Linked DNA regions of Danio rerio: region 2 is linked to region 1. Evidence: chromatin contacts called from public HiChIP or PLAC-seq data. All regions are on one chromosome and are shown on one strand. Each heading gives the region's core, a stretch centred on a gene start, on an enhancer-like site or on the middle of the called end of the contact. The rest is flanking DNA. Distances are from core to core; before and after follow the strand shown. Region 1 overlaps bahcc1b (BAH domain and coiled-coil containing 1b). Region 2 has its middle 49 kb from the start of fscn2b.

The links. HiChIP or PLAC-seq counts read pairs in DNA pulled down with a chosen protein or histone mark.
Region 2: an H3K4me3 HiChIP or PLAC-seq map of embryo shows a contact between it and region 1, with 5 times the contacts expected there. The contact joins two enhancer-like sites. A contact is called at or near these places in 3 of 4 datasets of contacts at active chromatin or transcription factors (caudal fin, embryo and gastrula embryo).

What each region holds. Positions count from the first base shown.
Region 1 is chr12:36,616,825-36,621,580 of GRCz12tu, reverse strand. All of the region lies in intron 2 of bahcc1b (BAH domain and coiled-coil containing 1b), which reads left to right. Among named protein-coding and RNA genes, the nearest start is that of bahcc1b, 48 kb to the left of the region's middle. Within about 2 kb of position 1,875, at least 35 of the 62 cell types and tissues checked have an H3K27ac peak or open chromatin away from gene starts, as enhancers often do.
Region 2 is chr12:36,413,463-36,418,218 of GRCz12tu, reverse strand. No RefSeq gene overlaps it. Among named protein-coding and RNA genes, the nearest start is that of fscn2b, 49 kb to the right of the region's middle. Within about 2 kb of position 2,693, at least 22 of the 62 cell types and tissues checked have an H3K27ac peak or open chromatin away from gene starts, as enhancers often do.

The DNA of each region.
Region 1 (4,756 bases), core at 626-3,125:
GCTTTCCTGTCGATAAGTGGACGCGTTTAAAACACTTTAAGCACAATTAAGTAGTCTAACTTTATAGCACGATGTTACACTTGTTTATTTTTTATCGGGAAATTAAGGACTTACTGGAAATAATCTTTTGTTATGGACTCATTATAGTCACAGTTGTGTGAATTACATCGTTTTATTCAACATTTGAACAGGTACGCTTACATATGAGCTAAGGAAACCCTGATCGTTTCTTGTATCCTAAGGTTGCGTTTCATTAAAGCAGATTGGAAATTTTCCTTATAGGCTGTAGATTATTTATAGGGAGCTGGATTTTATATTTAATATTTATTGTTGATTAATAAATAATATAGAGGTTTTTTATAATTAACTGTTACTTTAAAGCTGGAATGTCCTCTTTGGTTTACGTTCATTGAGCCATCTTTTTCAAAATAAGTTGTTTGGTAGAATCTATTGTAGTAAAGCCCTGTGATTTTCTGTTAATTATTAGGGTGCATCTTTGAGTGGTTTGCTGCCACAGCTGCTTTAAGTTAATAACACAAGCTTTGGTGTGTGAATACGTTTGTGTGTGTGTGTTTGTGTGTGTGAGAGAGTGTGTGTGTGTGTGTATATATATGTGTGTGTGTGTGTGTGTTAGCGCTGTGGTTCGAAAAGTCTCCAAGATTAGGGTCAGTAGCTCTCTGTGTGTATGTGTGTGTGTGTGCTAAAAGAGGCGTCTGTAATACCAGAAAATCCGGTTTCTATATTGAGCGGTGATGTGACGGGGTGCGAATGAGTTGACAGTGCATGCATTAGATTTAACAAGTGTCTCCAGCATTCAAAGTACCTTTGGGATAGAGGTACACTTTGCATTTTGGTTATTAATGAGATATATAACTTATTATTCGGGCAAATGAATGCGTCAATCAGTGAATGCTTCAGCTTTTTGTTATTAATCAAAAAGCAATTCAGAGAATGTACAAAAATGTAATTTGTCATTTTATATTATATTTACGTTTCATATGGTTGGGATAGCCACCCAATGACTGATGCCTATTGTTTTATTCATTGTGCTCAGCATGTAAATAAAACGTCCCAGTTTTAATAAAGTTTTTTTATTGTATACATTTTAAAAATTATACATAAGTGTGTATCGTACGTACTTACATGCTTATATATATATATATATATATATATATATATATATATATATATATATATATATATATATATATATATATATATAGTATTCAATAATAATTTATATGTGGTATTTCCATATAGTATAATTTATATAATTGTATTTCCAATTATGGCACAATGCACAATGTCCGCTGTGTTTTAGAGTAAAACATTTCCACTTAAATTCGAGACATTACATTTGCTGTACTTTAGTCGCAACTGATGTATTTTCTCTCGAATTCGACACGTCGTTCGCTGTGTTGTAGGAAATTTCAGAAAGCGAGATCTATTGTAGCGCTCGCTGACCCTGATGGTCCCCGGCGCACGGTGAATGCGCGCGGGTACTGATGGGGTCGTTAGCGGCTGTCCTTCTCTCCGGCCTCCTGCTGCTATACCCTCCTCACCCACTGTCTTTTTAAAAGTATTATTATTTTGTTCTTTACACAAATAACTCTATGCCAGCGCTTCACACAGAGACGGACCACGAAAGTCCACAAGAAATATGCTTTCGGGTGAATGCATATTTTCCTGTCGTTATTTTTCATCTCTAATGTAGAATCAGTTCATTGTCTCTTTCTTCGACGACTGTCGTGGAGTTGAATACATTTAAAAGCCGCACCGCCGGTAGATTGATGGATTTTGTTGTGCTGCTCAGGTCTCGCGTGCACATCAAATGCTGCTCCGGCAGCGCGCGCGGGTAATGTGTACAGTAGGATCTCCTTTTCTTCTTTCTTTCCCCCCCTCTCTCTCTCTCTTTCTTTTCTTTCTTCCATATCCTCAGCAGATGTCTGTAACGTCTGCCTCAAGGCGGACGCCAGCTCATGCCATACAGGTGCATCATTACGTGTGTGTGTGTATAACTATGTGTGTGCGCTCGTATCAATTTCTTGTTCTTCCGCTATGGCTTTTTAATCAACACAGGTGTCTATTTTGCTCATACAGAATAGGCATTATAATACTGTGTGTATTATTTTACATGATATACTGGGACAAAAGTAGTTTATATTTAAGTTTTAGACCTTGCACTTTTTGTTTACATGAAATATTGGTGTAGGTTTATGTAGGCTATGTGTAGGCCTGCGTGTGCGTGTTCGCACCGATATGTTTTGTCCATTTTGTTTGTGCATTAATTAAAAAATTGTTACATTTTGTTAATTAATTTTCCTTCAATGACCTATTTATTTAATTTATATTCTAAAATGTAGGCTACTATTGCGAACATTCACACTTACGAGTCAACATAAACGTTAAGGAGAAACGAGTAAATGTCACAACCTACATTAAAAAAATACAACAATAAATCCAAGTCAGACAAAATACAGATAGGCTATTTAGATGTATTAAGATAAACAATAGTTTAGTTATTCTCAGATGCAATCAAAATCAACCTGTAGTTCACTTAAGTGGAACCCGTCGGCCACATTCATCCACGTGGTGGTTGCCCTCACCCTTGGCGTTACAAAGAGTTATTTTGTAGTTTTGTGCCACAGCAGTCTTGTTCCTGCAAAAGCACCGGTATGCCCTGTCAAACCTCGGTCGGCCTTCTTTCATATCACTTCTTCCTTTCTCGCTTCTCTGTGCCTTGAGTCCTGATTTAACAATGCAGTGTCTGCGCTACTGTTGATCTTAACCTGTCTCAACCTCCCCGTCCACTCGTTCCTCTGCGGCGCTCCCTGCTCTGCACTGAGGTACTGCTGCCCCCAGGCCATTCGCCTTTGATAGGGCTTGTAGTTTAAATTAGTGCGTTCGCTCGAGTCTAGTTAGTATCTCTCATTCTTTCTCTCTGCGTTTCACCTGTCTCCGTGTCTTCTAATAGATTATCTGTGATACGCTGCCTAGATGGCAAATCAATTGATTTAGGAATGAACGTGGTTCCACCTTCGTCCTAAAACTTCCGAAATAGCATGCGTTTTCTCCGCTTCTCCAAAATAGAGAAAAAGTGACTAAACTAGAGAGAGAGAGAGAAAGAGAGAGAGAGGGAGAGAGTGAGAGGGAGAAGAGGAAAAAGAGCGACTGAATGTTTCCACCTGGTTGGTAATCTGGCCCAATTACCTCTGCTTGGTAGCACAGAGCCTGGCGTGTTCCATCGCCACTCACTATGCCTGCCAGCTGAGTGCTGTGCGTGAGTGTACGACGCTCCGTTTGTGTGTGTGTGTGTATGTGTGTGTGTGTGTGATTCAGCAAAGCCCCGTTGGCAGAAGCGACATCGTACCCCATCCCCTCCACCCCACAGTCTCTTCTTTCACTGTTTGATGTGCCTCAACAGACTGAAAGAGTCCCAACGCCCTGGCCCGACTGCACCTATCACCGCTGCCCCCTCAAACAATGCATCTGCACGTCATCAATGCCGGCAGAAAATCATTTATTAATAATTGATACGTACACCTTTTTATGTGCACCTATAAAATATGTATTACCCGCTGCAGCGCTCGGAATATCATCACTTTCGATGCCTATTGATCAGGGCCACGTTTCCCAAAAGCACAGCTGTGCCGTTAGCGTCACGAGATCACTCATGAAGGCCAACATGGTGCTTTCCAAAATACGCTGAAACAGACTCACCTGCATCCACCTTAAACGTATAGTTCACCCAAGAGACAAATCTGTCATCATTTAATCGCATTTATGAAATACCAATTATATTAGGGTTTTATTTTCAGTGGAATAAATTAAATATATGTTTGTAATATGTTTTTAAATAATTTAAATTATCTGCTTTCCTCCAATGGGCAGAGAACAATTCCAAAATGGTTTCTTTGTGTTCCACAACAGGAGCGTCATAAAGAAAGGAATTTATTGTGTTATGTCTTTTATATTGATGACAGCAGTGTGCTTCAAAATAATACTTCTGAGAAGTTCTGGAGCAGTAGTATTAGATGGCTACGCATGGGATGATCACCGTTTTCAAGTATACCGTGGTTTGGAAAAATCAAGGTTTAAAACCGACAAAATTTTCTGCTATACTGTTCCTATGGTATATTAAATATTTTTTTAATTACACTTATTTATTTATTTATTTATTTATTAAATTATTAATTTATTTATTTTTATATTTTTAGGACAACAGTATCTCCAGCAGCAAAAATCTATTTTAAATTGTGAAGAAATCAGTGTTTTATAATGAAGACAGCAGAAGTCAATCATTCCTTTAAATTATTTCACCATGTTTACTGCTCCAAAATATTTTAAATGTTTCTTGAAATAAAAAGAAATATAAAGTAATATAAAGATAGATTGCGTTCAAAGGGAAACATTTTGTTTGTTTTTTTACCTTGACATTAACTTATTTTAGAGCAGTAATTAATTACTCATTTTTATCTAAGTTTATCATACCTTTGGAATTCTATACCGGCACATGCCTATATGTTATAGGTGTTGTAATTCAAGTTTATCCACAGCACTGCACTTGCATTGGTCAAACTTTCTTTTATTATAAACGGAGTTTTCATTAATTTTGCTGTAAAAATAAAATTAAAAGGGTATTGTAATTGTATTTTCGATTTGTTATTGAAGGGAGACAGCTGGAGAGCTGCATATTTTGGTCAAGGAGCCACATGTGGCTCGAGTGCCATAGGATCCCTACCACTGTTAAAGAGGG
Region 2 (4,756 bases), core at 1,444-3,943, 200 kb after region 1:
CATGACACATTAGACTGTGAATGGTATTTTTATGTAATGTATGCATGTCATATAGAAATGCACGGTATATTGGTACTATACTGTGTTTGGGCTGATATTGAACTTACCATTTCTCAGGATTATTAAGAAATATATTTAAATATTGAGATTAAATATGTATTTCTTAACTCTTCTGTGTTGTTTAAAAATAAATATAAACATGTCTGAAAACAGACATTTGGATGAAATGTCATCAGTAGCTCGCAGAATTAAACAAATCATAAATAATATTTTCAAGTGGATGTTTAACTTTTTTTCTGTGTACAAAACCGGTTTAGATGTATCAGACTATATTTATTAGGAATTTATGAACCCTAACAGATTTATCTTGTAGAAATGACAAAATTAAAATTTATTTTCAACCTTCATGTTAAAATATTGTCATGTCTAAAATCACTTCTACAGTAGCATTTATAGCTGTTCATTGAAGGGATTAACAGCAAAAATCAGACCAAGGCACGCGAAAAATGTTGAAAAAATATCAAAAAGCCTTTATTGACGGCGATTCCTTTAAACTGCACAGTTTTTTAAGGAATAGCATGTTAATAAAGGCTTTTATATATATTTTTTCCACATTTTTTGAATGCCTTTGTCTGAATTTTGCTGTTTATTCTGATGAATTCCTTACCCAAAGAGCATGGACACATTATTTAAGCTACCCCTGAGCACGGTTTGTTTGATTTTGGATCATTATTAAAGGAATAGTCCACACACACACACTAATAAAGAAAATTCCGTCATTATTTACTAAATTTCATTTATTGATTCTTTTTCTTTTTGGCTTAGTCCCTTTATTAATCAGGGGTGGCCACAGTGGAATGAACTGCCAACTTATCCAGCATGTTTTACGCAGCGGAAGCCCTTCCAGCTGCAACCAAACCCTTGGAAACACCCATACACTCTTGCATTCACACACATACACTTAGAATAATTTAGCTTATTCAATTCACCTGTACTGCATGTCTTTGGACTGTGGGGGAAACCGACCCAGCTGTTGCTCGAACCAGCAACCTTCTTGCTGTAAGGCAACAGTTCTAACCATTGCGCCACCGTGACAACCATTACTAAATTTTTAACAGCTCTTTTAGTTTTACTTTCAAACACAAAAGAAGATATTTTGAACATATATTGACCTCAAAAGTATTTTCTTTCCTACTATGGAATTTGACGCCAGCAAACATCATTCTTCAAAATATAATAAGAAAAAAGAAAATAATGATGATGTCATTTTCACTCATGTGTGAACCAACCCTTTAAAATTGTCAGTGTTTTAATATTAGATTTACTAGTTATATTAAGGCCCTCACGGAATCTGTGCGTGCAGAATTCTGCAGATTTCTGCAGATTTTTAGCCCATCATTGATTCTGTTCATTTTACCTGCATGTGTAAATGTGTGTAAATTTATAGTTATTCAGTATTTAAGTTAATTTTTAGTAATATTTTTGACTAATATGAAAATATTCACATGATTTATTTACAATACAATTTGTAAAGTATGCTAAGTTAACATATGTTAAGTTTTTAGTTATGATACTTCCAAAATCATTCCACATGAATCTGCAGATTTTTTAACAAAATTCTGCGCTGAAATATCACAAAATGTCTGCAGATTCTGTCTGGCCCTAGTCTTATAACAAACACAACACAAAAAATGCTGCAAATCTGGAGGAAAGTAACAGCAAAATCATTTCAGGCTGCATAATATCAGACAAATGTCCCATAAAATCCTAGAGGTACTGAATAATCAACGCAATCTCACGGCAATTTGTAATTTTTTTATTTAGTGGCTAATTCGTATGAATTTGTATGATCTAATTCGTACAATTTAGTACGATTTGCTCATCACCCAATAACAGGTGGGGTTGGGTGCCACGCCTCCTTTTTAAAATCGTACATTTTCGTATGACTTAACTGGTAAGAATTCGTACGAATTAGACACTAAACTGACAAAACGTAAAATACTTACGTTTCCTCATGAGATCAGGCTGGAATAATGCCATGTACAGTTGAAGTCTGAATTATTAACCCTCCTGTATATTTTTGTCCCCAATTTCTGTTTAACGGATAGAAGATTCTTTTTAACACGTTTCTAACCATCATTTTAATAACCAATTTCTATTCTATTTCTATTCGATTTGATCTTTGCCATGATGACAGTAAATAATATTTTACTAGATATTTTTCAAGATACTAGTTTTCAGCTTAAAGTGACATTTAAAGGCTTTACTAGGTTAATTAGGCAAGTTATGATAATTAGGCAAGTCATTCTAGAACAGTGGTTTTGTTCTGTAGACAATCAGAAAAAAAATGCTTAATGGGGGCTAATGATATAGATATTAAAATTGATATTTTTTAAATATTTTTTTTTTTTGCTGAAATAAAACAAACATAAAAAAATGTTTCTCCAGAAGAAAAAATATTATAGAAAATACTGTGAAAAATTCCTTGCTCTGTCAAACATCATTTGGGAAATATTTGCAAAAGATTATTTTTTTTGACTTCAACATATATGTTTGAACCTTCCTACAGTGTGTTGTGTCTGTTTGTGTGTGTGTGACAGCACTGGAGCCGAAGAGTGTGGAGAGGGTGAGAACAACAGACCTGCAGGAGAGACGGAGCACATGGAGAGAGCGGAGTTCGATGAACAACAGAAGAAGGGGAAGGAGCGAGACAGGACCCCGGTGAGAGGGAGGAGGGGGTGATGGTGGAGGAGAGACGCCTCGGGGAAAAGCACAGACAGAGAGGAGGTGGCGGGGAAGCGCAAACGCTCTTTGTCTGTGTCCTCCTCAGGCACTACAATAAGCACTCTCAGAGAGAACCAGAGAGAAAAAGGATGGAGCAATAGATATAAAGAGGGAGAGGGGGAGAGATAAATGGAGACAAAACAGTTAAAACCGATGAAGCCAAAGATTAAGTGACAAAACGTAAAAAGGGGCTAAAGATATGGACAAGTCGCAGGGGGGAAAACTAACCGAACACGTGTTAAAGGGATAGTTCACGAAAGAATGAACATTTCTGACTGTTTACTCGCCTTCAAGTGGTTCCAAACCTTTATGAGTTTTTCTGTTAAACACACACAAGAGATATTTTGAAGAAAGCTGCAAAGTCTGCAACCATTGACTTCCATAGTAGAAAAAAACAAAATATTTTCTTATAATATCTTCTTCTGTGGTTTGAAACAAGTGAAGGGTGAGTAAATGATGACAGATTTTAATTTTTGGGTGAACTATGCCTTTAAGAAAGCTACTTTGAATCTGTAGATCTGGAGGTATTTTGAAGTTAAAAACGACTGTCTTTTAGAAAAAGTAGTTCGATATTTAAAGTAGTGATGTGCCACTGGTTTCCTTTCCGATCTGATACCAAGTAAAATGAAGGCGAGTATCGATGATACCGATCCGATACTGATATTTTGCTCAAAAATTACTGTTTGGGAAATTAAAGTACCAAGTAGTGTACTAAAAAGTGTCACTTCATACTGAATATGAGACGTATTTTGGGTTATTCTCGTTTATTGATGAAGAATTATCCTACAAAAAAGAGCCAACTTACATATTCATTGTCACAAAAACCCAAGTCCCCAAAATACAGACACATCGCCACATTTTCTCCTTCTGTATACCTGGATAGTTCCTGCCTGATGCACATAAGGACTCTGAAAGTGATGTCTGTCTCGCCTTAGCAACACCTGTGCTTCTTCTTTCCTCCTCTTCTGACTGTCTAGTTATGATGTAGTCATATTCTGTCTTGTGATTTATGTTTGATAAGGTTTGTGGTATTACCACAGTACCTCACTGTTTTGTTGCACTTGTCACAAATTGCATCGTTTGAGTTTATATAAGCGAAGTAGCTATACACATAACTTTGCTTGCGGTCACCCATATCCAGTGACAGCATGACTGAACAACATGTGCCAGCGGACTGAGTGGCTATCTAGTGTGCTCTGCAGTTGTACAGTGTCATATTGGGCACATGACTTGGCAGGCGGAAGAACAAGTATTTGCGACTAAGTTGGCATTATTCAGGTAAACTAGGGTAATTATGGTTACTTTCCGCTGTATAACTATTTCCAATAAACTACATATCTGCTCTAAATTACTGAAATATCAATATTTTGATAGGACAATCGATTCTAGAACATAGCTAGTATCGGAGATATCGATATTTTAGTATCGATCCGCACATTATTATTTTAAAGTTGCAGTGTTTATAGTACATTCAACCAAATAATCTGGTCATAAATCAGATTGATGTTTTAAAAACCTTGAGGTAAAAATCTATATCATTTTGATTAAGCTCTTTTTAATTCTGATCAAACTGATGGAGCGGTGTAGATCTGAAATAATCTCATTGTAACCATTGACTTCCATAGTAGGAAAAATAAAACTTTAGTCAACATTTTTCAAAATATATTTTATTTTGGTTTGAAACAAGTGAAGAGTGAGTAAATGATGACTGAATTTTCATGTTTGGGTGAACTATGCCTTTAAGGAAGCTACTTTGAAACTGTAGATGTGGAGGTATTCTGAAGTTAAAATAAAACATATACAATATATATATATATATATATATATATATATATATATATATATATATATATATATATATATATATATATATATATATATATATATATTTTTTTATTTTTTATTTTTTTAATTGCTGTGTTTAAGTACATTCAACCAAATATTCTGGGCATAAATCAGATTGATGTTTAAA